7 separate regions of the Mus musculus genome follow, and regions 1, 2, 3, 4, 6 and 7 are each linked to region 5. Evidence: chromatin contacts called from public HiChIP or PLAC-seq and Micro-C data. All regions are on one chromosome and are shown on one strand. Each heading gives the region's core, a stretch centred on a gene start, on an enhancer-like site or on the middle of the called end of the contact. The rest is flanking DNA. Distances are from core to core; before and after follow the strand shown.

Region 1 (3,342 bases), core at 758-3,257, 320 kb after region 5:
CTATGCGGAAGAGGAGGCAGAACGATTCTAAAATCCAGAAGGGATGAAAGACACCAAGGAAACCATCTTCTAGACACAACAGGGCTAAAGCAGATATGTACAGGACCTGCACAGATTCAAGCCAGATGGAGTCTCGGTGCTAAGAGGAGGAAGCAGAGAAGAGCTCCCATACCTCACCAAGAAGCAGTCCCTAATTAACAACTACTCGCTGTTGGAATATGCAAGGATGGGGCTGGGGCAAGACTCCCAAAGCATAGGGAATAACGGCAAATATACATAAATAAAACTAGGAAATTCTCACTGAAAATTAGCAGGTGCAGTAGTATCCTATAGGATGGAAGAAAAAAGACATTTGCAAATTATTCATTTGATACTCAGAAATCAAAGGAAGTTAAAAAAAAAAAAACCTCAATAGCAAGAAGAGCCCAATTTCAAGATTGGGCAACAGATCTAAACAGACACTTCTCAAAAGAATGGGGTCTTTATAAATAAAACGTCACATCATCACTGGCCATCAGGGAAGTGAAATCAACACAAAGTTATCAGCTTACCCCAAAAAGGCTAAAACTTGGTGCCAGCGAAGATGCAGCAGAAACGGAGCCGTCGTACACTATTCGGGTGTAAGTTAATGTAGTCTTAGAAATATTGGGAGTCCTCAGAAGTTAAAAAATAGAACCCCCATATAAATTAGTAATTCACCACTGCGTGTGTATTGAAAGGAGATAAAATCAATATTTGGGAGAGATGTCAGCACTGTGCATTCATTGAAGGGTTCTTACAGTAACTAAGAAACAGGATAGCCAAATGTGGAGTATATACACCATAAAGAATAAAACTGGCTGAGTATGGGGGCTTGTGGCTGTAGCCAAGGGCTGAAATGGCAGGATAGCCTGAACTCATAAGTTCAAGACCATGAGGACCTCCAGGCAAGTATTTGAGGAGATACATTTGGCCTGAGGTGAACATTACACACATATACTTGTACTGAACATTACATGGAAAGTAACCCATCAATACGCACGCCTTTTACATCTTATATATTAATTAACAACTTAAAAAAAACATTATTCAAGTGGCAGGTACAGCAGCAGTTTGTCAGCTTCACCTTGCCTGTGCATCACTCGGGGAGCTCTCAAACACCTCCCACATCTCGTGAGTAATATACTGCTCCGCTTGGACCACATCCCTCAGAGATTCTGATTCAACTGGTTCCGTGTAGTTCTAATGAGCATCCGGCTGACAGCTACTATGCAGAATGCTGAACATACATACATACATACATACATACATACATACATACATACATACATACTCATGCCTCCCTGTGCTCATCATGAAACCGTCAAACTTAAGAATGGTGAGGCTCGGGGAAGGACGTGCAAGCACACCCCCTGAATCAGAGGCTTCCCTAACTTCCCTTGCCACTCTCTGCCGGCCGGCATCCTCTCTCCTTCCTGCTTCTGGAGCCCCCTTTCCTCTCTAGCACCTCATGCGGTAAGCCACTGTGCCAGATCAAGGCTTAGCCCTCAGGCCGCTGTCCTGGGAATACACTGAGAACTACAGTGCTGTGAAGTCAGTCTCATCTGAAATGGGCCGAAACGAAGACTGCGACCTAGGTTGGACTGATGGACACTGAAATCATATATTCTTTTATCGCCCCCGTAGCATCCTCCCACTGCGTGCTGACCAAATTTGATGTGAGCCTTGTATCGGAATCTGTATAGCTTTTGGCACTACTCACAGCAAGGAGCTAATGTTGGCCCTGGGCGGTGTGGCAACATATTCCCAGAAGCCCAGAGCTGCTCTCAAGGTTTGCTCACAGAACAGCAGCTGGACAAGAAAAAAGGAATAGCTGCTAAAACCTTAGCACACTGTACTTCCTTTTGTATTTGAAAGGTGACAGTAGAGCATCAGGTGGCCTGACAAAAGGACAGGGAGCCTTGGTGGCACTGCCCAGCGTGTGCTCTGTCCCTCTGCACCCATGGGACAAGCTGCACTCCCTCTGGAGCAGCAGGTCCGTGATGGAGAGGGGTTAAAAGCGGCTTTAAAGACCTCGTGGGACTTCAGTGTGGCGATTGTAAGCCCAAGAATTCACTGAATTCCTCCTGAGAGCAGACTTTGTGAGTAGAACAGCCAAATTATGGCTTGTTTCCCTCTAAGGGTCAAGCAAGTGGAGCCTTTTCGAGGCTGTGTTTGTCGTTTCTTGCTGCTAGATGGCGCTCGAGGACAAGCACTCTGCGGCCGCGCCAGCAAGTGCAGGTACCTACCATTGCACTATAGAAAATCGAATTTAGCATGCAGCTTGGAGCTTCTCTACTCCAATTATTCATTTTTAACCTGGAAAAGTAGTTAAAGCGACTTCCAAGTGAGTTCTTTGGGAATAGAGCTTTAGGGTAATTCTCATAGGGTCATCTTCCCACGGTTTCAATTTATTTTCTAATTTTACTCTATGCAAAATAGCCAGAGCATTCCCCCTTTACAGAAATTGGCAATAAACTGTGACTTTATTCCTTGGAAGAAGTGGGAAAACCCTAACAAGGCTCTAATTACACTAACCAAGACAGCTCAGTCAAAAGAAAATCTATGGCCATCTTCCGTTAGGACTAAGGCTGGTACATTGTAGAATTCTAGCAGGAAGAATATAAAATTCTCACAGTTCAGGCATGCCTGTGAATCTCCAAAAGGATTTTCTCAGGCTGAGAATACAGCTACATGTAGAACACATACTTTGCACATATGAAGTAGCCAAGGCTCTGGGGAATAGGGGTGGAAGGGGGAGTGTTCTTACTTTGTGGTGTCCTGGCTAGGAGAACCTGCAGGAACTCTATATTGTGTGATAGAGGATCTAGTGCTTGTCCTCTAGCGCCACCTAGCAGCAAGAGAAAGGCAAAACCCAATTCCAACAATGATATGTTACATTATGTTACAGTATAAGGCAGACAATGACCACATGTTACAATATGTTACAGTGTAAGAGAGCCGAGGCACAAGAGTTAAGTATCTTGCCCAAATGTGGCAGAGATTAATACTGTGTCATAGTGAGGTTAGTATGGCTTTACTAGGCACTTATTACATAAATTTATTAGAGTTCTCCAGAGGAACAGAGCCAATAGGATGAATATATCCAGAAAGGGAAGTTATGCTGGCTTACCTGTATGGTCTGGGTAGTCCAGCAATGGCTGCCTTCACATTGGAGAGAGTGAGCATCTGCTAACCACTTGGTCTATGAGGCTGGATTCCTGGGACCAGCAGGTCTTCAGACCACAGAGGAGGAGGGCTAAAGATGCTGGGCTTTAGTGTCCAAAGAGAATGGAGGCAGCAGTGCAGGCAGAAATGATAGAA
Region 2 (3,115 bases), core at 482-2,981, 500 kb before region 5:
GCATCAAACATTCCCAAATCCTAGAATGGATATAACACAAGTTTAATTTATTTTAGTTCACATGAGATCTTCTGTGGGTTCAGATGGGCAGACTTTAGGGCAACTTTCCTCGTGTATTGATTCTGTATGATGATCATTCATAGCTCTCTATAAGCACATACCTCTGTGAATGCCACAGCGGAAGAAGAACAATTAAGTGTGCCCCCCCCCCAGAAGTCACATGTGCCATATTTAAGTTGCAAAAGTAAGTCTCCTGACCACACTGAACTCCAAGTCAGCGTGTCAGTTATCAACTCCTATAAAATAAAAAACAAATGACCAACCAAGTTACAGTTTTGACAACACAGTTTCTAATTTTGTATGACTTGTGAGTCAGAAGAGAGCTCTTTCGCAGGATTCCCCCCCCCCCCCACACACACACACACAGACAATGGTATCTGGCTGGGGGATTAGTGGTTTGGTTGGCTCAGAAAGGCCACAATGTCCTTGTATGCCTGTGTAGCCCTGGCTGTTGACTGTTGACTGTTGCCTGGGTACCTTGATGACTTCTTATCCTGCAGCAGGCTCAGTTCACCTCCTTACACAAAGGTCCCAGGACAGTGTTTCACGAGGACAAAGCCAAAGAGCTGTCGAATCTCTCGAGCCTAGGCTCCAGAATTTGTACAATGCTGTCATGTTTTATTGGCCAATACTGGTAGCAAATCCAGCCCAGGTTCAAGGTTTATGGAGATGATTTCCGGGCGTAGTTACCCATACTACAGCCAGGCTTTGGCCTATTAAATCAGGCATGCACACAACCCATTCCTGTCACTCACAATCCACTGTGGACTCTGAATTAAATAATACTGAGTCATGGCTGCTGAGGAAATAGAGTGTGTTCCTACAAGCCTCTGGCACATAAACTAATCAACTCTCTAACCTTGTTTTCCATCTACTTAAGGCTATCTTATCTAATACATACCACGGATTTGTAAATATTGAACTCAGAGCCCACTGTGTGTTCAGCCCACTGAAGTCTCACCCCATCAGAGCGTACCGACATGCACTTCCTTAAAAGGCACACCATAGCATTTATGAGCCAAGGAGCGTCAACAACGAGCGCCATGTCACCCACTGTACTCCATGGACACTTGTTAACAAAGTAAGAGCTGGGTCAAGATGGCGAAATATCTCAAATTGTTTCCCACTCTACAGTGCCCCCAAAGACCACAGAAGCAGCGTGAGTCATGAGGACTGATTCTGAGATGACACATTCATTTTTGCAAGGAGATAAGCCCACAAATATGGAACCCACAAATAATAAGAATCAGGTGTACAGGGGGAAAAGATAATGGTGGGAAATACACTGTATTTTCTTTATTTGCTTGCCTTTGGTTGAAGGTTGGCACTTTATTTAATGTGACAGTTCGAAAAGTCCTGTAATCAGATTCTCCACCCACTTTGGGTTTGCACTGATTGCTATTTAGTCACTGTTCTGAGCCGGGATATATTCTCTCTTTCCCTCCCTCTCTCTCGCTGTCTCTGTCTGTCTGTCTGTCTGTCTGTCTCTCTGTCTGTCTGTCTCTCTGTCTCTTTCTCTCTCTCTGAGACCCCACAGAATTGAACCTAGAACCTCAAACATGCCAGACAAATGCTCTATGTCCCCAGCCCCTGAACCTGAGTACCCACTGTTAAGTGTACCCACTGAGGGCTCTGCCCAGTTAGCCAGCCTGGTGGCATGCTGATGACTCAGCTTTCCTGCTCTTGCTTATTGGCTGTGTATGAGTGCTGCAGCACGCCATGGACAGAAGCCGACCCTGGCTGCTCTGTTTTAGTCTTGCTTCCTTCCATTTGGAAGTCTGTATAAAAATTTGACCTACTTTTAGGAAGCCCCGAGGCCAGCAGAAATAAACAAACAAACAAACAAACAAACAAACTTTCTTACATGTCACATCCATCTGAGATACATAAAAGTTTGATAACTGACCTGAGGATACCCCAGACAGCACACAGTGACCCTAGGATGCAAATGGTGATCTGCCCCCAAAGCCTGTCCAGTGGAACGCTTTGCCTTGTTGCTGAAGGAACAGGTTTAGAAAGCTTAAATGGCTGGAGGTCACACAGCTGGCCAGGGCCGATCTGCCTGGACCCCAAACTCATCCTGTTCTCCACTGTTTGCCCAAGCCACTGATGAGCTGTCAGGAGGGAGGACAAAGGGTGGGCTGCAAGGTTCCGGCTGGAGCCCTTCACTCACACACACACACACACACACACACACACACACGCGCACACACACACACACGCGCACACACACACACACACACGCACACATGCGCTCACTCGAGTGTGCTGCAACAATGGTTATCTGAAGGTCAGCAAATGATAGGGATTCAAAGCATAAGCTTCAGAAAGACAGACATGGGGCCTTGCCTGTGTTTGGAGCAGGATTAAGGATCCTGTTTGATACATGCTGTGCGCTGCTATTATAAACCTACTAAGAGTTGCATTCCTGCTGGGTGTGGGTGACTCATGCTTTTAGTTTTGGTTTACAGACAGAGTCTGTCTCTCTTTTTTTTTTTCTTTTTTCTTTTTTCTTTTTTCTTTTTTCTTTTTTCTTTGATTTTTTGCGACAGGGTTTCTCTGTATAGCCCTGGCTGTCCTGGAACTCACTTTGGAGACCAGGCTGGCCTCGAACTCAGAAATCCTCCTGCCTCTGCCTCCCAAGTGCTGGGATTAAATGCGTGTGCCACCACGCCCGGCGACATGTGCTTTTAATCCCATCACTCGGGAGGCAGAGGCAGGTGGATCTCTGTGAGTTGGAGGCCAGCCTGGCCTTCATAGTGAGTCCCAGGCCAGCCAGATTGGACAGTGAAAGCCTGTCTCAATAACGAGCAAACAAAAAATGTTGCATCCAGTGGAGCTGAGTTCTTTCTGTTCATTTTCTCGATTAGCTCCTGGACCTGAGGCCCCTCCAGCCGGTCAGCGGATTCTCAGACCCTCCCACGCATAGGAGGCTCAAGATGGATGGAGCGCCAGTGAAACTCAGGTCTAGAGTTCCATGAGCCCACCTACGCGCTTCACTCTTTTTCTCTGTCAGTTCTTTTCCTTCACCCTGGATAACCCTACAGCTGATATC
Region 3 (3,076 bases), core at 86-2,585, 380 kb before region 5:
TAACACCTAGAGGCCGACCCAACACTTCCGGCATGATGATGTGCTAGAGTGCAGACTCCATCATTTAAGATCCCACGGCTGTGGGGTGACTCTTCACATTTGCAGTCCCCCTCCACTTGTCCGCCACGACTCCTAAGGACGCCGCCCTCACGGGCTGGGTATTTGATCTGGGGGCCAAGCGTTTCCAGACTTTTGTCCTCTGGCCCGAGCGGGGAGCAACGCCCGCGTCCCAGGCGCCAACGAGACCCGTGCGGGGAGCAGCCGCGGGGCCCCACCTGTCCGTCCTGAACCCTGCGGCTCGTCCTTGCGGCCGGTGCTGCGCCTGCGGCTGGGGCACGCGCCTCGGACACCGGTACGGGGCGGCAGTTGGCCTCGGGGGGCATAGCCCGGCGCCCGCAGACTGCGCCGAGACCCCGGCGACCCGGCGTTCCCGGCCGCGCGAGCGCGCTCGGTTGGTGCGCGCGCCGCTCCGCCCCGCCCGCCCGGCGCGCGCCCCCTGCGCGGCCGGGGTGGATCCAGCGCACTCCCCTCCCCCGAGCGCCGGCGGCAGGCGCTGAATGAGAGACGCCGACTGCTCGGTTGGGCGAGCGATTGCCTCGGAGCCGCGGGCGAAGCGGAGGCGACGGCCGCGGCTGCACAGGTCGGCGTGGCGTGCGGGCGTGTGGGGAGGCGCGGGCAATGGCGGCGGCGGCCGCGGTGCGCGGCGCGGGAGGGCGGGCTGCGGGTCGCTCGCGGTCCCGCGGTGGCGGAGGCCCCGGCGTCGCCTCAGCCTCTCAGGTGAGCCGGGGCCGGGCCCCGCCGCGCCAGCCACACCCCCTCTCGGCCGGGGCGCCTGCACCCCCGTCACCGAGCCGAGGCGGGTGACCTGTTGCGGGGCCGAACCGCCCGCGGAGCGCGGGGTGAGCGGCGCCGCGGCGGCGGAGGCCGCGTGCGGACACGGAGGGGGGTCCCGCACCGCCGCGCTAGCTGCCCGCAGCGCCTGGGATTCCTTTGCTGTGTGGGCTTAGGCGGGCTCGTAAACACCGGGCTCGGGGAGGCGATGGGGAGCTGACCTGGAAGGGAGCCCGGACCTGTGCGCTGCCGCCGCGGCTCCCCGCCCCCCTCGAAGCGCTTTTCCTGCCGCCGTGTGCGGTGTAGACGCAGGCGGGTTTCAGGGTGCGTGGGCGTGTTTGGGAAGAAGCTGCGAGCTGATAGGAGGTACCTTAGTGCGAATGTTAATTTGTTTGAGCTGGGAGGGGTGAGGGAGGAGGAAGAAAGGGGCCTGTTGGTGGCCGTGGAGGAGGGGCGTTTGCAACCCCAAATCCCTCTGCAGAAAGCGCTCTCCACCGAAAGCATCCAGCGTCTTTTGTTTAAGATCGGAGGATGAAAGCACGGGCGGCAGTTAATTGAGCCTTTCCTCGTAGGTGCTCTGCATCCCCTCCCCACCCCCACACCCCGTCTTAGTACGCTGAAGTAGCTATAGAGCTTTGTTTCGGTGTTGGTGTTTGTTTATGAGTTGACTTTGGCGTTGTTTATGTAATGTTTACCATCCGGTGTACTCGAGGTCGTGTGTCTTTGAAGATGACCATTCGAATTTTGTGGAACTTTTCATTCCTTGCATGAGAGAGTACCGCAGTGCCACAGTTCGTTAACTTGCAAACTGTAAAAGCCTGTCCCACCCAGATATGATTGTTCGGGCTGTAGCATCATAAATGTAGTAAGTGTAATACTGTTACTGCAGGAGTGGGATTTGTAACCAAACAGTATTATTTTAATAATAATAACCTCTACTGAATGTGTGTAGTCATGAAGCTTCAAAAATGTGGAAAATTGCTTGTCTTAGCCACATGTATATATTAAATGTGTCTATTAGAGTTCCCATGAATGGTTTAAGTATAGTTATTTGAGCTTAAATTCTGGCATAGTAATTTTAAAATAGTAAAACCCAGTCCATTCTATCTCACCATGCATTGATTTCAGGAATTTGACTTTTTCTGCAAATACTGTTCTCTATCTTTTATTCACCAGATTGCAGCAGAAGTTGAAAGATCTGCTTGTGTGTCAAGATCCTAGTATACTTTTTGATATTACAGTATCAGGGAGGATACACCCAAAAATTCTGAGAGAAAATAAAATTTAAAAGATAGCTATGAACCAGACATGTGTGAGTAATGAATGCAATTTGTGTGCATTTTAAAAACGAGCTTACAATTAAAATTGGGGCAGTGGTTGCCTTTGGTGAAAGATGGCTTTGTTGGTAATAATAATTTGATTGCAACTTGAAACTTTTTTTTTTTTTTTTTTTTTTTTGAGGCAGAGCCTCACTATGTAGCTCTAGCTGTCGGTGGAATTCACTACATAGACCAGGCTGGCTTCTAACTGGCTGAGATCTGCCTGACTCTGCCTATGAGGAGTTGGGATCAAAAGCTCCTTTTAAGCTCTTGTCCAGAGGGTCAATTCTTCTAAACACACAGAGTATCTCCGCGTCCCGCTGTGTCCTGATGGGTGTGGAGGGGATGCTGCAGCGCACAAACGCACACGTGCTGTGATGGAGATAAAGTCATCAGTGGGCAGCTCTGTTAGTGTAGAAGTGAAAACTCAGGATGCCTTTTGAGTTAGGATACTGCTTGCATTTTTCCTTCTGAGGATAGAAGGAACTGTTAGTGAATAAAAGCATCAAGACAGTTGTCTTAAACTGTGCTTGTGTTTATACACACTAGGTATCCGGCTTCCAAACATATCTAAATATTACTCTACCTGGAGTCAGAGGGTGTGTGGTTTATATGTGGCTAGACAATTAATCTGTTGGTTTATATACTTAAATGAAATGTGTGCTGATATTCTTGTCTTGGTATTTACTTGTTTGTAAGAGTCTTCAGGAGAAGTAAGCCGACATCCCCCCAGGGAAATGGCATTCTACCCGTCTGTTAAAGAAAAATCTTACTGGATTCCAAGGGGCTGATGAGAAGAGATTAGTTTATGCTCTGATTAATAATCATGGTGACATGCATTGGTGTAGATCTTTGTAGATTTCAGAGCTTTAAAAGTATTTACCCTACGCAGGCATTAGTCTCTCCACTTCAGAGTGGGAGGCCAG
Region 4 (3,420 bases), core at 98-2,597, 490 kb after region 5:
GGGCTATGAGTACAGCTGAGTGGGCCGCAGCTGGTGGCCAGGACATTCCTGTTAAGACCTCTGGCCCCGCCACAGCCCTTCTCTGGTATCACCGGAAGTGTTCAGCGTTGCCTGGGGACCAGCTGGCCTCTGTTCTGCTAGAGGGGCTCACTTCCGAGAACCAACGAGCCTGAAGCACATTTTTGTGGCACTTTACCCCCATTACTCTGGGGGTGCCCTTGTTGGACCCCCGGGGCCCAGGTATAGAGAACACAACCCCCAGAAACACAGCTTGACGATCGATCGCTGTAATAACAAGAGGTTTTTATTCCGACGCGCGTGGGGTTGCTCAATCTCGCAGGGAGAGTCAACCCCGATTGTCTAAAATACAGTTGATCTATACTTTTTGTGAAGGGGCTCACACAGCTATTTTATTATTGGCTAATAAATCAACAGTATAATTTTAATTTGGCAGAAAACTTAGCAATCAGCAAGGTCAAAGCAGTTTGTAGTTTTCCTCAGAATTCAGACTGAGGAGGGGTAGGAAAGTTTTCTCAAGGACGGTCATTTCTGGCAGCTGTGGCCTTTATGTCCACTAGTCTGTCCCTGCAGATAGGGAAGGGGCCGGGTGGTCTTGAATTTGTTTACACTGTCAGGGAAGGGAAGATTCTTTAAGCAGCAGGAGACAGCCAAAGATAGTGGCTGGTGCAGACAGCAAGCTCTGCAAATAACTTTGGTATACATTAATTAAGCTAAAAACTATATTTCACGCCGGGCGTAGTGACACCCGCCTTTGATCCCAGCACTTGGAAGGCAGAGGCAGGCGGATTTCTGAGTTCGAGGCCAGCCTGTTTTACAGAGTGAGTTCCAAGACAACCAGAGCTACACAGAGAAACCCTATCTCGAAAAACCAAAAAAACAAAAACAAACCACCCCCTCAAAACAAACAACAAACTGTATTCCTTTACCCTGAAAGACAGGGCTGCTCTTCAAGCATCTGTTTGGCCTCAAGTTTGGCGGGGGGTGGGGGTGGGGTGGGGTGGGGTGGGGGGCTCGCAACCATCTGGGTTCAGCCTTTCCCTCTCCCACATAGTCTTTGACCTTTTTCGGCCCCAAGCCATTGCTCTGTCCAGACCTAAGCGGGAAGAAGGAAGTGAGAGAAAGAGGCGACGCCCTGTATCGCAGGTGGGAGGACTGGGTGAGAAGGCACCGCCACTTTGGAGGCTAGAGAATGGTGAACGAGCTTTGAATGCCTTTAGTCCCAGCTGGGAGTGAGAGTACGGTGCCTTTAGTCCCAGCACTCAGGAGGCCTAGGCAAGCAGATCTCTGAGCTCGAAGGTAGCCTGGTCTATTGAGCAAGTTTCGGAAAGCCAGAGCAGCTCAGAGAAACCAGGTCTCGAAAGTCCAGACAAACAACCAAAGGTCAGGGATGGGGTCCCTCCAATCAGGGATGGAGAATAGTAACAGACCGGCTCTGCTGAGGCACCTTAGCAACAGAGGCCTGTCTGGCCTCAGCAGACCGTATTTGTTTCAAACAGTGGGACCTTGGGGGAGCAAACACTGCAGGAAAGGGGCATCTATACCAAAGGGGATGGAAATACTTGGAGTTTCCATGGGAACTGGGAAGTTAAATGGAACTTCCCAGGCTACCTGCAAGCCTGCAGTCCCCCCACCCTGCCCCCCACCCCGCCCCCACAACCCCCTGGAGTTGTTTGTTCAGACAAGTCTGTTTTATATCTTTAGAAACTAACTTGCCTGGGCTTTCTGGATGCAGGTGATAGTGGGAGACTTAATTGGCAAAGGGAGTGAGGGGAGAAAGGGCTGGAGGGTCAACTCAGGGGGACAGGGGATTTCAGCAAACCTTAGCCTCTAAGGCTTAGGGGAGCAGAGAGCTCCTTTTTAAGGGTTATCCCAACACTGTGGTGTGCTTATACTCTGTAGATGATCTGCAACATTGCAGTTCAGGAAGTACTTTGATACATTTAAGGAAGGTTGTTTAGGGAACATGTTGATATATTTAGGACAAGCACAATTCTGAGGATTAAGGAGGATGGTTTCTTATCGACTCTTCATTGTTCCCAAAGTGTAGGCCAAAGTGTAGTCCAAAGTGTAGGCCAAGACCCTTGCCTGGACCAAGGACGAAGTCCCACCTCCTTCCATAACCTTCATTCCCACAGTCCTGGGTGTACCAGTCCTTTACCAAAGATGAGCAGACCCCAGGGGGGGGGATATACTTGGTCCAGGCCCCAGGGAAACATTTGGCCATCACACTTCTCTATCTTGTCACCGTGGAACCCTCCTACCACACGCCACCCATGCAGAGTTGGGAGTTGAAAAGCACTGTTGCCCAGAGTTTAAGTGGGTGTGGCAGTTCCTGCCTCCATAGGGATGGTCACAAGATGTGTGGTGGCTGGGTCACCTTGAGTAAGGACCTAAGGTCACCTTCCCTTTGGGGTCTGAAACATAAGGACACAAGTGCCCGAGCAGGTGGTCTCAGGCTCCAGCTCAGGCCTTTGGCTGCCTGTGTCTACTCCTGCTCATCCACATAGGGACGGCCGGAGGCTTTTGCCTTGACCCAGGGTTCTTTGACCTATTGGGAATTGCATTTAGTCCTAAAACTAACAAAAGAGCGCTCTCCTCCAGAGGATTGTGTTCTGTGTCAAATAAACATCTTAAAACTAAACTAGTGGGCCGGGAAGTGGTGGCGCAGGCCTTTTATCCCAGCACTTGGGCGGCAGAGGCAGGTGGATTTCTGAGTTCGAGCCAGCCTGGTCTACAGAGTGAGTTCTAGGACAGCCAGGACTACACAGACACAGAGAAACCCTGTCTTGAAAAAACAAAAACAACAACAAAAAAACCAACCTAAACTAGAACCCTCACCGTGATCTTCTAAGGTCCTCTGAACACCCAAGAGTTCCAGATGAAGAAGATGCAGACCTCCAGCCTCTGGCTACTGAGAACCTCCCGGCCCTATTCCTCCTTGACCTGAGTCCCTCCTCCCTTCCTCTCGGCCCTCAGCCCTACCGCTAAGGAGGCTGAGTCAGGAACTGGTAGCAACTAATGGAGAACCTTAAAAGGAAAAAAAATAGGGCTAGGCAGCACAGTTTGTATGAATTCAAAAGTATTTTCTTTTTGTAGTGGCAAAAGAAAAAAAATGTCACACAAAATATGCATTTTAAGCCAATTTGAAGTGCACATAGGATCCCATGGCATGAACTTACAGTGTCCAACGGCCATTACCACTAGCCTTCCAACATTTCTGATGGCTCCTAAAACTCGGTTGTTTTTTTGTTGTTGTTTTTTGGTTTTTGGTTTTTCCAGACAGGGTTTCTCTGTGTAGCCCTGGCTGTCCTGGAACTCACTCTGTAGACCAGCCTGGCCTCGAACTCAGAAATCTGCCTGCCTCTGCTTCCCAAGTGCTGGGATTAAAGGCGTGCACCA
Region 5 (3,032 bases), core at 90-2,589:
TAGAGTTCAGGCACTTGCCCCCAAGCCTGATAAAGAGTTTAATACCTGGGAGAAATGACTCCCCAAGTTGTCTCCTGACCTCTGCATACATGGGTGTGTGCGCACATACACATACACACAAAATAAATATAATTTTAAATAGTTTAGAAACAGCCCTTCTGAAGAATATGACACCGAGTAAGTCCCAGACTATGCGGAGCACATATGTATACACCAATGCAGCTCAAAGAAAAACTCATGTTCAGACCACATGGAAGGAAGCCCTAACCATGCCCACCCATCGACAGCCCCGCCAGCCATCTCAGAATCCTGTGTCCTACTCGGATAGGCAGAACAGGGTGGTTTGGCAAAGCCTTTCATTTCTAGTTTGGAGAAAATACTCTGTTGAAAGTAAAAAGATACGGAAAAGGGTTTCACAGTTCACCATTCTGACACTGCTCACCGCCTGGTTCATAAAGCACATACCGAATATGCCACCACAATCTCTTAAAGATTCAGTACCTATTTCCCAATTCCTCAGGGCACGACTCGTTCCCGTCGTTCACAACCGGTTTATCCTCCCACCTCCTGAACCTGAGCTCATACCTGCCTTCATCCTTCCCTCCCTGGGGATACCATCCACAGTTCCACAGTCGCCCCGTCCTGTCCCAGGATAGCAGGACAGTCAAGCCTGGGTCCCTAAGACCCCGGTTCGTGCTCGCCGCCGCCGCCGCCCCCAGACGCTGCCAGCCAGGCGGGGGGAGGGGTGTGCCTCGCCTCCCGTGACTGGCCCAGATGGCAGCCGATTCCGCCCCCACTCGCGGGCACCCCTCCAGCCCTCGCCCCCCGAAGGCTGCCCATCCGCCTCGCACCTCGCCCCGACCCCACCCCACCCCTCCCCGGCCTCCCTCATGCCCTCCACCGGCTCCGGACACACTCACCGTGCTGGGTGAAGACGTTGAAGCCGGCGTCTGCGGTACGCCCCGCCGGGTCCCGCCTGCGGCCCGAGGGCCTGGCTGCGCTGCTGCCCCGGATCCCGCGCGGCTGCGGCTGCTGGAGCCCCGGAGCCTCCCCGACGCGGCCCACCTGCTGCCCCATCCCGCCGCTCGCGTACTCCCGCGCCCCCGCCGACCCTTGCTCACATTCCTCCTCTGCTCCGGCCTCCGGAGCTCCTGGCGCCGCTCCGGTCTCTCCGGCCCAAGCCCAGGCCCTCTGGGCCGGAGTTGCCGGCGGCTCCCACGCGGACTCCTCGGAGCCGCTGCCGCGCTGCCTCCCAGCGACTCACAGACTCTCCTTCTCCCTCCCCCTCCGGCGGCTCCTCGCCCCAGCCGCCGCCGCCATCTTTAAACCACCGAGCACAGGGCGAGCGTGGGACAGAGCGTCTCCCGCCCCCCTCTCGCCCAAGCACCTCCGCTACTCGGTGGGCGGAGCTCGGCGGAGCCCCGCCCCGCGCCGCGCCCCGCTGGGTGGAAGCCGGGGCCCACAGGGTCAGCGAAGCTTTCGAGGGCCCTCGAGTGCTTTTACTGCTACCTTCACCCACGTTCGGCTCCACACACTGCCCCACTTGGAGGACTGTGGGCGCCCGGCCTTTCCCGTCCCACCTCCACCTGTCAAATCAGAAGAGGCTGAGAAGCCACCACGTGCGCCGCGCAGCTCAGCACCAAACAGCTGAGGCTCCTGATCCCTGGGCTTCGCTGCCATTCAATTGAGGAGCCCTTCACACACACTTAGCATTGGGCCCAGAATGAAGTTTGGAATGGTACAGAATTCACGGGGAGATGGTCAAGTGCGGGGTTAACTTAATTCGGTGAATTATTTCTTGATGTGCACTTTGCCGTCTTATTGGCAAAGCGGTTAGAACTCAATTCTTCATACTACCGTGGATTTCTCTTGAACTCTTCCACCATCGACCTACCCGCATGTGTTTCTGTTTACTTTAAAACGCCTGGTGGGGCGCTGGTGAGATGGCTCAGTGATTAAGAGCGCCGACTGCTCTTCCTAAAGGTCCCGAGTTCAAATCCCAGCAACCACATGGTGGCTCACAACCATCTGTAACAAAATCTGATGCCTTCTTCTGGAGTGTCTGAAGTCAGCTACAGTGTACTAACATATAATAAATAAATGAATCTTTAAAATAAATAAATAAATAAAATGCCTGACAGTAAAGCGACTCTTCTCACAGACATGCTTTCCTCTCAGTGCAGGTTGGGCCCTCCTTTTTGGCAAGGAAAAGATAAATCACTTTGACCTTGTTTCTGAGTCAAAACTTACTCATCTTCACCGTCTGGGGTCTAAATAGAGAAATGGACAGAAGAGAAGCTATTTTTATAGATGTACACCCTATGTGCCATGAGGACTGGAGCCATTGCTTAAACCAAGGAAAACCACCCTGGGGAAGAAAAGAATTAGCAAAATAGATATAATTCCCCATACATGTCTTTTGTAGAATGGTGTAAGATCACAAGTGCATGTGGGTGAGACTCAAACTCAGGACCTTGAGTTCCAGGTGAGTGCTCTACCACTTGCTACTACCGCCCCCCACTCCAGCTGATTTTGATATTCACTATTAAAGAGCCTTAGGAGCTGGGGAAAGATGGGTTAATGACAAAGAAGACTTGCACTGCAAGCCTGACCACCTGAACTTGCTGCCTAGGACCCACACAAGCAGCTACTGGTCATAGAGAAAAGCCAGATGCACCAGCCCAAGCTCTGTGATCCCAGCTGGTCCACAAGAAGGGGGGAGGCAGAGATAAGGGGGTCTCCAGAAACCTGGCTTACATGTGCAGTGGCTAAGGGACCCTGTCTTAAAAGAAGCAAGAACTGACAGTAAAAGTTGTCCTGTGACCGGCACGCACACACATGTGCCCACACTAAGAACACTCTAAGTTATTTCATCGCCACCCAGGGTACAGCCAGAGACAACGGAATTTAGTTCCCATTGAAAAGAAGCACTACACTTTAGCACTGGATGGAATATGAATTTTCATTTATATCAAAGTCTATCTGTATTTAAAATACCCTTTTTTCCCCTGAGTGTCATGTTGTACCACTAT
Region 6 (3,143 bases), core at 228-2,727, 350 kb after region 5:
GAGAGGTAGTGGAGTGACTTTGGGTTCTGGCACTAACTGGAATGGTAATTACATAGATGTTTGACTTTAATGAGCCATTAGCCTGTGCACATACTTGTCTTGTTTTACTGTTTAAAGGTCTGTGATAAAATTGCAGGATTCTCATACTGTGTTCTTTTGCCTTCAAAAAGGAGATGAGAAAGATGTGCTGGTGTGAGATTCCACTGTGGTGAGAAAAGGTGGTACACAGAGGAAATGTGGGCTGCATATTTAAAACCTGTGAAGAGAAAGTAATGAGGTTCTGAACTACAGAAGTTCCCCTGCAGGGGCGGGGTGGAGGGGGAATGAGATGAGTAGTCTACCCTGGTGACATCTTTCTTATTCCTTGATCGGATCACACTGGGGACCTATCATGTCTCGTGTTTGGAATTTCATTTTGGTTTCTCAAATCTGCGGTCTTTCCCTCGAACCACTCAGACTATGCAGGATGTGAAGAAGAAAACATCCTGACTGTAGTGGGGGAAAAAGCCGAGCTTATCCTGCAGGACCCAGCTTCTCCTTCCTCTGAATCGTCAGGGTTTGTGAAACAAGCCTGTGAAGTGGGTAGGATTCTGAGAAAGGAATTCTGGCCTGAGAAGCTTTGGCTAGGCTAACTTCCTTCCCTCTCCTCCTGTCCTGTTCTCCAAGGAAACCTTCCAACGACTACCAGCACAATTTTCCTGTTTGGGGTACAGTTCACAGGCACCTCTCAGTTGTAAAGCACTTGTTGCCAAGTCTGACCACCTGAGTTTAATCCCTGGGACCCACAGGGTGTAAGGAAAGAACTGATTCCAGCAAGGCTATAGTATGGACATCTACATATACATGCATGCATGCATGCATACATACATACATACATACATACATACATACATACATGTAAAAAAATTAAGGAGACATCAGTAAAGAAATCCCTATCATCACTAACGTTCCTCTTGTCTCTTTCCTGACAGATCTGACACGCACATACTCTAACTCTGCCCCCTCCACGAGGGACCTCAGCTGTCACTAGACTCCCTGGCCTAGATGTGCCTTGAAGGTAGCTGTTGAGGTGATCCCCCTTCAGTGGACAGCTACGCACTCTGGCGCCTAAACTCTCTTTCGAGATTTTCCATTCTGGACCCCGTCTGCAGCTCCCTAAGTCCCCACTACTGAGTCATCCCTGGAGAGCCCCGACTGCTGGGCTCTGTGTTTCTTGGGCTAAAAGGCTGCGAACCTGAGTGAGAGATTTTTCTGGACCATCACTCCAGCTGACCCATCACCCCACTAAGAGCAATCCTCCTTGCGGGTTGGGGATTCTCTCAGGACACCCTCTAGCTCCTATCACCTGCCCCCATCCTCGGCCACCTGGAGGAGCCAGGAGATTCAAGGTTGGGTACCCAGCCAGTGCTCTCAGAGCCGGGGCGGGCAGAGCAGCCTCACGTGGGCCGGCAGGGCCACCGGCGCTGGGAGGAAGGCGCGCAGAGTCCAGGGCAGCGCTGAGTGGGAGCCACGGCAAGAGCCACGGCGGAGAGAAGCCCGGACCCGGGGACCCAGGAGGCAATTTCCTACGCAGAGGGAGTGAGGCGGCGCGGCGGAGCAGCAGACGGATCTCTGGGCTCGGTGCGTGGATGTGCCCGGCGCTAGAGCGCTGTCGGGGGCGCCTGAACACCTAGGTAAGCGCGCCCCGGCGCCGCCTTGCGCAGAGCACCCGCCTTAACCGGGCTCCGCGTCCTGGCTCCCGCAGCAGCTCCTAGAGGCGCTGGTGGGAGGCTGCGGGCTGCCGGCCCCTGGAGCCCCTCGCTTCCACCGGTCCTCACCGATCAGCCCCTCACCACTTTCCCTGCTCCGGCCTTCTTTCATGGGGATGCGGAGGCTGAGCCTTGGTGCTGGCGACACTCTGGGACCCTAGGAGACCACTCGCAGGGCAAGCGACACTGGATGTCCCCCCCACCCCGATCTCCTAGGCAATGGGTGGGTGCGGGGGGTTGGAGAGCGCTGCCCTGCTCATGGGCAGCCGTCGGTTGATGCCTCCAGGTTCCAGCAGGCTTGCTAGAGATTTTCCTGAAGTTTTACGAAATAATGAGGGCAGAGGTGCTTCAAGGGGCGGGATGTGTGGGCACAACAACGGGAGGGAGTTCGAGGACAGTTGTCTTTGCCAGAGACTCCGGGTCCAGGGCAGCCGGAGGTTCCTGGCTGTTTAGAGGTCCAGCTCCCTGCCAGGTTCATTGCCTGCTTGCTTCTGGACCCCCGGAACCATCTCTTGTATCTGCATCCCTGACCCTGTGTCAGTCGCAAGGAAGCTTCAGCTAGTGGCATTAAGGCTTGACCCAAATAGAGACCAGGGACCAAGGGACAAAGTCTTGGAGTCTGCTGCTGGGTCCTGGTCACCCCAAGCTTTACTGCTAATGTTGGTGCTCTACAAGACTCCCTAGAAGGGTGGTGTCCTCAGAGCTCTGAGACCCAGAAGACAAAGAAGAAAAGCCGGAAAGAAACATAAGAACTATCAGCTCCCAGGGCTATTCATCCCCTTTGATTGTGACTGGGGAGTGGGGGAGGGCATTGTTTTTGTTTGTTTTGGTGTTTGGTCTCGCCAGGACATTCCTTTTCTCTGCGTGGACCTGTGGGGCCCTGGACATTTGTGCTTCTTAACAGGTTTGATGTGGCAGGTAACCAATTCAGACCCATTCTCTAGGTTTTCCATTCTGTGAGGACAGCAGACCCTCTCCTCGTTCAGGACCACATTACTGGCCTGACTGTAGGAGAACAGGAACTGGGGGTCTTTCAAGTAGGCTGAGGGGTTCCAGGGAGGCAACCCGGTAACTGGCAGGGATTGATGTGTGCCGTGGGATCTCTGGATCCTGCCTGTGTCAGAGCCGGTCCCAGGAGAGACAATTCCAGACACAATAGGAGGAAGTATGAGAAAACATTGATGGGTGACAGATACTTCACTAAAGAGCCCCTGGGCTTTGCAGTCTTCGGAGAAAAGACAGCCCCTTTCCATTACTAAAGAAGTTTTGGAAGTCACAGAGGTTTTAATCCTGTTCTTTTCATTCCAGCCATAGGTGAACCAAAGGAAAGAAGGAACAAAGGCACACTCTGATAACTTCTAATTCCCCAGCCTCCTCTCCCAGCCCCCATTGCAG
Region 7 (3,425 bases), core at 605-3,104, 450 kb after region 5:
GGAGCATTTTATTCAATAATGGGAATAATGTATAACATACAGAGAGTCATATATAACTGTATGTCATTCCTGATATGATAATATTATTTATTTCTGGAAGATAGCAATTGTTTTCACAGACAATGTATACTCTGAAGAATGCCCTGGTGTGGCCCAATGCTTGACACTTGGCTAAGCATCCGGAGTGCAGGCCTAGGGGGTTGAGGCCAGGCAGGTTCGAATGAATATAAGACACAACATGGGCTCAAAGGGGGGTCCTCCTCATGATGGGCCAAAGGGCACAGATCTATGGCGTAGAGAAAATCTCAAGGATGCCCATAACCAGGAGGAGAAAATAACCTGTAAATTCAATCTCACTTCTGTTCAGAAATTCTGTGTAATTTGATTATGTCCTGTTATAAGCACATTAAGGAATTGTGGATCTTGTCTCCTAAGTGTGAAATGGAAAATCTGAATATAAAGCATGTTTATGGAAACGTAAGCAGTGTTATTTACCAATGACCACGATCAAGACAAGATCTCAACCTAATCCATCAGGAGTAAAATATGAACTAGGCATGGTGAGGTGTCCCTATAATCTGAGTACTTGGAAGGCTAGCCTGGGCTAGAGAGAGAGAGAGAGAGAGAGAGAGAGAGAGACTGTCTCAAAGGGAGGAAGCACATATGGCCAAATGCATAAACACATAAGTGAGGTGGCAGCTCTTCCTTGCTGTGGCCATTAGTCAATACAGAGGAGGTGCTAACCGAGACTATCGGTACATACGCTTCTCTGTGTGTGGACACCACGTTGGCATCACTTGAGAACTGAGGAATGCAAAACCTCAAGCCCACCCCAGCAGGCAGGCGATTAGACCCCCATAGCTTGGCTCTAAATCCTCCAGGTGGTCCTGATGCTTGCTGGAGGTTGTGTAACACCTCTGCTGGTGCCTGCCCCAGGACAGTTAGCGCTGACCATCTATGGTTTCTTAGGTTTGCTGAAATGCCTCACCCCTCATGCGAAATCAACTAAGCTTCTTAACGTTGCTTAAACATCTAATACCTCCTATTTATATCAGCCAGACTAGGGCTGTATTCCCAGACTTATACACCAAACGACCAGAATGTTCTTAGCATCTTGGCCGTGAGAAGACAGAGGGCACTTCTTAGTCCTCAAGTGTGTCAAAAAAAAACCCAAGAAGCTGTTATAAGTTTTGATGCTTGGAGATCTCAGAAGAAACGGCATCCTGTGTGTATCACGCAAGACTTTTGGCAACCAAAGTAGAAAGCCATGCATATACTCAGGATGGCTCTTCCAACCGATGGTTTAACAGAGATGCAAGGAAGATTAGTGTTACAGTTGTGTGCAAAGGGGAAATGGGATGCCTGCTTCATGGATATGATGGTGAAGGAAATGTTCAGAATAAAGGGTGAGGGCTGGAACCTGCCACTCTTCAAGCTAGTTTCAGCATAGCCAATGGTACATGCTCTTGATTGGTTGACCGCTCTAACCCCTCCGCCCCGCAACGGGATTCAAATGAGCAGCCTCAAATGAGCAGGCTCCTGGGAACTGGAGTGTGCTTGGACTGTGGGATCTCGGGATGGTCCCTGAGGCAAGAATACCTTTTCTTGGAGTGAATCCATACCTCCAGCTTAGTAGATTCCTCTGGGATTCGTGGAAGGGGAAAGTGAGTGCAGGGAAGAGAAAAATGACTTCTTGCCTTGAGCATGAGTTGTTTCCAGTCGCCTGTGATGCGCACAAATCTGTTTGTTTATGCCGTCAGAGAAGCCGAGAGCCAGCTGCTGCTCCTTCAAGTAGGGACAGCACCTCTCCCGAGCTGACTCCTGCGCTGCCCCAGGGAACACGGAATGAGCTCAGGGCAGGGTGAAACGCGCATCCCGGACAAGGACCAGGCCCCTCTGCTCACGGATATAATCAGCTTTGATGGGCAGAGGCTGGGGCTGTTTTTCCAATTAGAGCTGTTAGAGGATTCTGGCAGGGACAGCATTTGGCTTAATTCAACAGACCCGGGACTCATTGAATTAGTGGATGTAGAAGGGATGAGAAGGGCACTAATGGGAGGGAACCTGGGATAGCAACAGGATAGGGGGAAGGGAGCCCAGAAGGGGTTGGTCAGGAAGTACTCGGTAAGGCCTGGCAGTATGGTCTGGGTCACTAGGCAGGCCAGGTGAAGCAGACATCTTTTGGTACTTGAAAGGTAAAATTGGTGGACATTGTAGGCATCTGGATCCTCAAAGTCCGTGTCCCAACTTCTGGACAGTTTTGGGTACCCTTCTTCCTTCCCCGCCATCTGGCATTTGCTGTTGCGCCCTTTTTCCAGATCCTACAGTTCTAGGTCGCCCCAATGGGCAGCCTTCTGGCTTGAAAAATAAAGAAAGGCAGAGAGCAGACCTTGAAGATTCTGAGTCTGCATCTTCATTTAGCGGGAGAGAAAGCCCTTCATTCCCTAGGAAAGTTTAGGAACTCTTCAAGCCACCTTACCCTTCAGAGGCAATGTCAAAGTTGCAATCCAGCCTCCCACCCCTACGTGTCGCTGTCTCACCATGTTCATAATGATTGTTTTCAGCTTCCATACAGACTTGGGCATTCCTGGAGATTTGCGTTCCTAGCTGCCTGAAACCAACTCATTAAAAAAGCCAGACTTGGTGACCAACGCCTATATTCCTAGCATTCGGAAGGCAGAGGCAGGCCGTCAGAAGGCAGAGGCAGGCGGATCTCTGTGAGTTCAAGGGCAGCCTGTTCTACAAAGCAAATTCCAAAACAGCCAGGGCATAAAAAGAAAGATACACACTTACACACACAGAGGCAGAGAGTCAAAGAGTCAGAGACAGAGAGACAGAGAGAGACAGAGAAAGAGTGTTACAAGGAATCTGGAGAGATGGCTCAGTGGCTAAAGCACTTAACCACAAAAGCATGAAGACCTGAGTCTTCCAAGAACCCATGTAAAGTCGGGGCACAGTAGTTTGTGTCTGTAATCCCAGGGTTTCAACAGCGAGATGTGAAGGTGGAGACAGGAATGTCTAGAAGTCTTATGTACACAGTGATGAATATCAAAGAGACCTTGCCCTCAAACAAGGTAGGTGTTCTGCAAGCCAGATATGCACATACACTGTGGCATACGTGCATGGGCACTCAAAACATACACACACACACACACACACACACACACCACTAAGATTAAATAAATAAATAGAATTGCTAGGGATGTAGCTCAGTGGTGGAGTGTCTGCCTAACCAGAGAGGCCCGGGGCACAATCCCTAGTACAGAGAGAGAGAGACAGAGAGACAGAGACAGAGAAAGAGACAGAGAGAGGAGAATGAGAATTGACTTTGATTCAAAATAGATCCAAACATTTATAATTGTCTTTCCTATACCTCTCAACATCCTGTTGAAATAGTAGAAGGAAATTTTTATTGTTTGTCTAGG

The links. Hi-C and Micro-C count contacts between places; a contact is called where the count stands out from the background. HiChIP or PLAC-seq counts read pairs in DNA pulled down with a chosen protein or histone mark.
Region 1: an H3K4me3 HiChIP or PLAC-seq map of the SCID.adh cell line shows a contact between it and region 5, with 5 times the contacts expected there. The contact joins the enhancer-like site here to the promoter of Abl2 in region 5. A contact is called at or near these places in 15 of 39 promoter capture datasets (the 3T3-L1 cell line, 3T3-L1-derived adipocytes, the HPC-7 cell line and 9 more), 3 of 15 datasets of contacts at CTCF or cohesin (large pre-B cells, pro-B cells and stem cell-derived epiblast-like cells), 31 of 484 Hi-C or Micro-C datasets (the AML12 cell line, the BV-2 cell line, the C3H10T1/2 cell line and 21 more) and 16 of 115 datasets of contacts at active chromatin or transcription factors (the HPC-7 cell line, the NIH/3T3 cell line, the SCID.adh cell line and 12 more).
Region 2: a FOXA1 HiChIP or PLAC-seq map of pancreatic cancer cells shows a contact between it and region 5. The contact joins the enhancer-like site here to the promoter of Abl2 in region 5. A contact is called at or near these places in 2 of 39 promoter capture datasets (hippocampal neurons and stem cell-derived epiblast-like cells), 2 of 484 Hi-C or Micro-C datasets (the N1E-115 cell line and embryonic stem cells) and 2 of 115 datasets of contacts at active chromatin or transcription factors (embryonic stem cells and pancreatic cancer cells).
Region 3: a Micro-C map of embryonic stem cells shows a contact between it and region 5, with 5 times the contacts expected there. The contact joins the promoter of 4930439D14Rik here to the promoter of Abl2 in region 5. A contact is called at or near these places in 1 of 39 promoter capture datasets (pre-B cells) and 2 of 484 Hi-C or Micro-C datasets (embryonic stem cells and regulatory T cells).
Region 4: an H3K27ac HiChIP or PLAC-seq map of extraembryonic endoderm stem cells shows a contact between it and region 5. The contact joins the enhancer-like site here to the promoter of Abl2 in region 5. A contact is called at or near these places in 10 of 39 promoter capture datasets (the 3T3-L1 cell line, the C10 cell line, the HPC-7 cell line and 5 more), 3 of 15 datasets of contacts at CTCF or cohesin (the NIH/3T3 cell line, pro-B cells and stem cell-derived epiblast-like cells), 52 of 484 Hi-C or Micro-C datasets (the AML12 cell line, B cells, the Ba/F3 cell line and 30 more), 14 of 115 datasets of contacts at active chromatin or transcription factors (bone marrow-derived dendritic cells, differentiating embryonic stem cells, double positive thymocytes and 10 more) and 1 of 9 other capture datasets (embryonic stem cells).
Region 6: a contact with region 5 is called in a Micro-C map of embryonic stem cells, with 3 times the contacts expected there. The contact joins the promoter of Fam163a here to the promoter of Abl2 in region 5. A contact is called at or near these places in 2 of 39 promoter capture datasets (HPC-7-derived erythroid cells and neural stem cells), 1 of 484 Hi-C or Micro-C datasets (embryonic stem cells) and 2 of 115 datasets of contacts at active chromatin or transcription factors (forebrain and stem cell-derived neural progenitor cells).
Region 7: a contact with region 5 is called in an H3K27ac HiChIP or PLAC-seq map of trophoblast stem cells, with 6 times the contacts expected there. The contact joins the enhancer-like site here to the promoter of Abl2 in region 5. A contact is called at or near these places in 3 of 39 promoter capture datasets (the 3T3-L1 cell line, the HPC-7 cell line and liver) and 2 of 115 datasets of contacts at active chromatin or transcription factors (forebrain and trophoblast stem cells).

Annotation. Positions count from the first base shown.
Region 1 is chr1:156,240,791-156,244,132 of GRCm38.p6, reverse strand. No RefSeq gene overlaps it. Among named protein-coding and RNA genes, the nearest start is that of Gm30472, 29 kb to the right of the region's middle. Within about 2 kb of position 2,007, at least 15 of the 459 cell types and tissues checked have an H3K27ac peak or open chromatin away from gene starts, as enhancers often do. A contact at or near this core is called in DN3 thymocytes, the N1E-115 cell line, the P5424 cell line and 3 more, where this site is marked.
Region 2 is chr1:157,059,982-157,063,096 of GRCm38.p6, reverse strand. Gm30568 (a long non-coding RNA gene) reads left to right here. Exons shown (of 3, transcript XR_373631.2): 3 at 2,931-3,115. Among named protein-coding and RNA genes, the nearest start is that of Gm30568, 20 kb to the left of the region's middle. Within about 2 kb of position 1,731, at least 46 of the 459 cell types and tissues checked have an H3K27ac peak or open chromatin away from gene starts, as enhancers often do. A contact at or near this core is called in the N1E-115 cell line and pancreatic cancer cells, where this site is marked.
Region 3 is chr1:156,937,053-156,940,128 of GRCm38.p6, reverse strand. It overlaps 4930439D14Rik (a long non-coding RNA gene), which reads right to left and starts at 1,335. Exons shown (of 2, transcript XR_003948625.1): 1 at 1,071-1,335; 2 at 1-1,002. It overlaps Ralgps2 (Ral GEF with PH domain and SH3 binding motif 2), which reads left to right and starts at 503. Exons shown (of 19, transcript NM_001159967.1): 1 at 503-640.
Region 4 is chr1:156,071,353-156,074,772 of GRCm38.p6, reverse strand. No RefSeq gene overlaps it. Among named protein-coding and RNA genes, the nearest start is that of Tor1aip1, 37 kb to the right of the region's middle. Within about 2 kb of position 1,347, at least 41 of the 459 cell types and tissues checked have an H3K27ac peak or open chromatin away from gene starts, as enhancers often do. A contact at or near this core is called in embryonic stem cells, extraembryonic endoderm stem cells, liver and 2 more, where this site is marked.
Region 5 is chr1:156,557,094-156,560,125 of GRCm38.p6, reverse strand. It overlaps Abl2 (v-abl Abelson murine leukemia viral oncogene 2 (arg, Abelson-related gene)), which reads right to left and starts at 1,339. Exons shown (of 12, transcript NM_009595.3): 1 at 921-1,339. The coding sequence starts at 1,077.
Region 6 is chr1:156,203,360-156,206,502 of GRCm38.p6, reverse strand. It overlaps Fam163a (family with sequence similarity 163, member A), which reads left to right and starts at 1,477. Exons shown (of 5, transcript NM_177838.3): 1 at 1,477-1,673.
Region 7 is chr1:156,110,395-156,113,819 of GRCm38.p6, reverse strand. The region is part of intron 1 of Fam163a (family with sequence similarity 163, member A); the gene reads left to right. Among named protein-coding and RNA genes, the nearest start is that of Tor1aip1, 76 kb to the right of the region's middle. Within about 2 kb of position 1,854, at least 12 of the 459 cell types and tissues checked have an H3K27ac peak or open chromatin away from gene starts, as enhancers often do. A contact at or near this core is called in trophoblast stem cells, where this site is marked.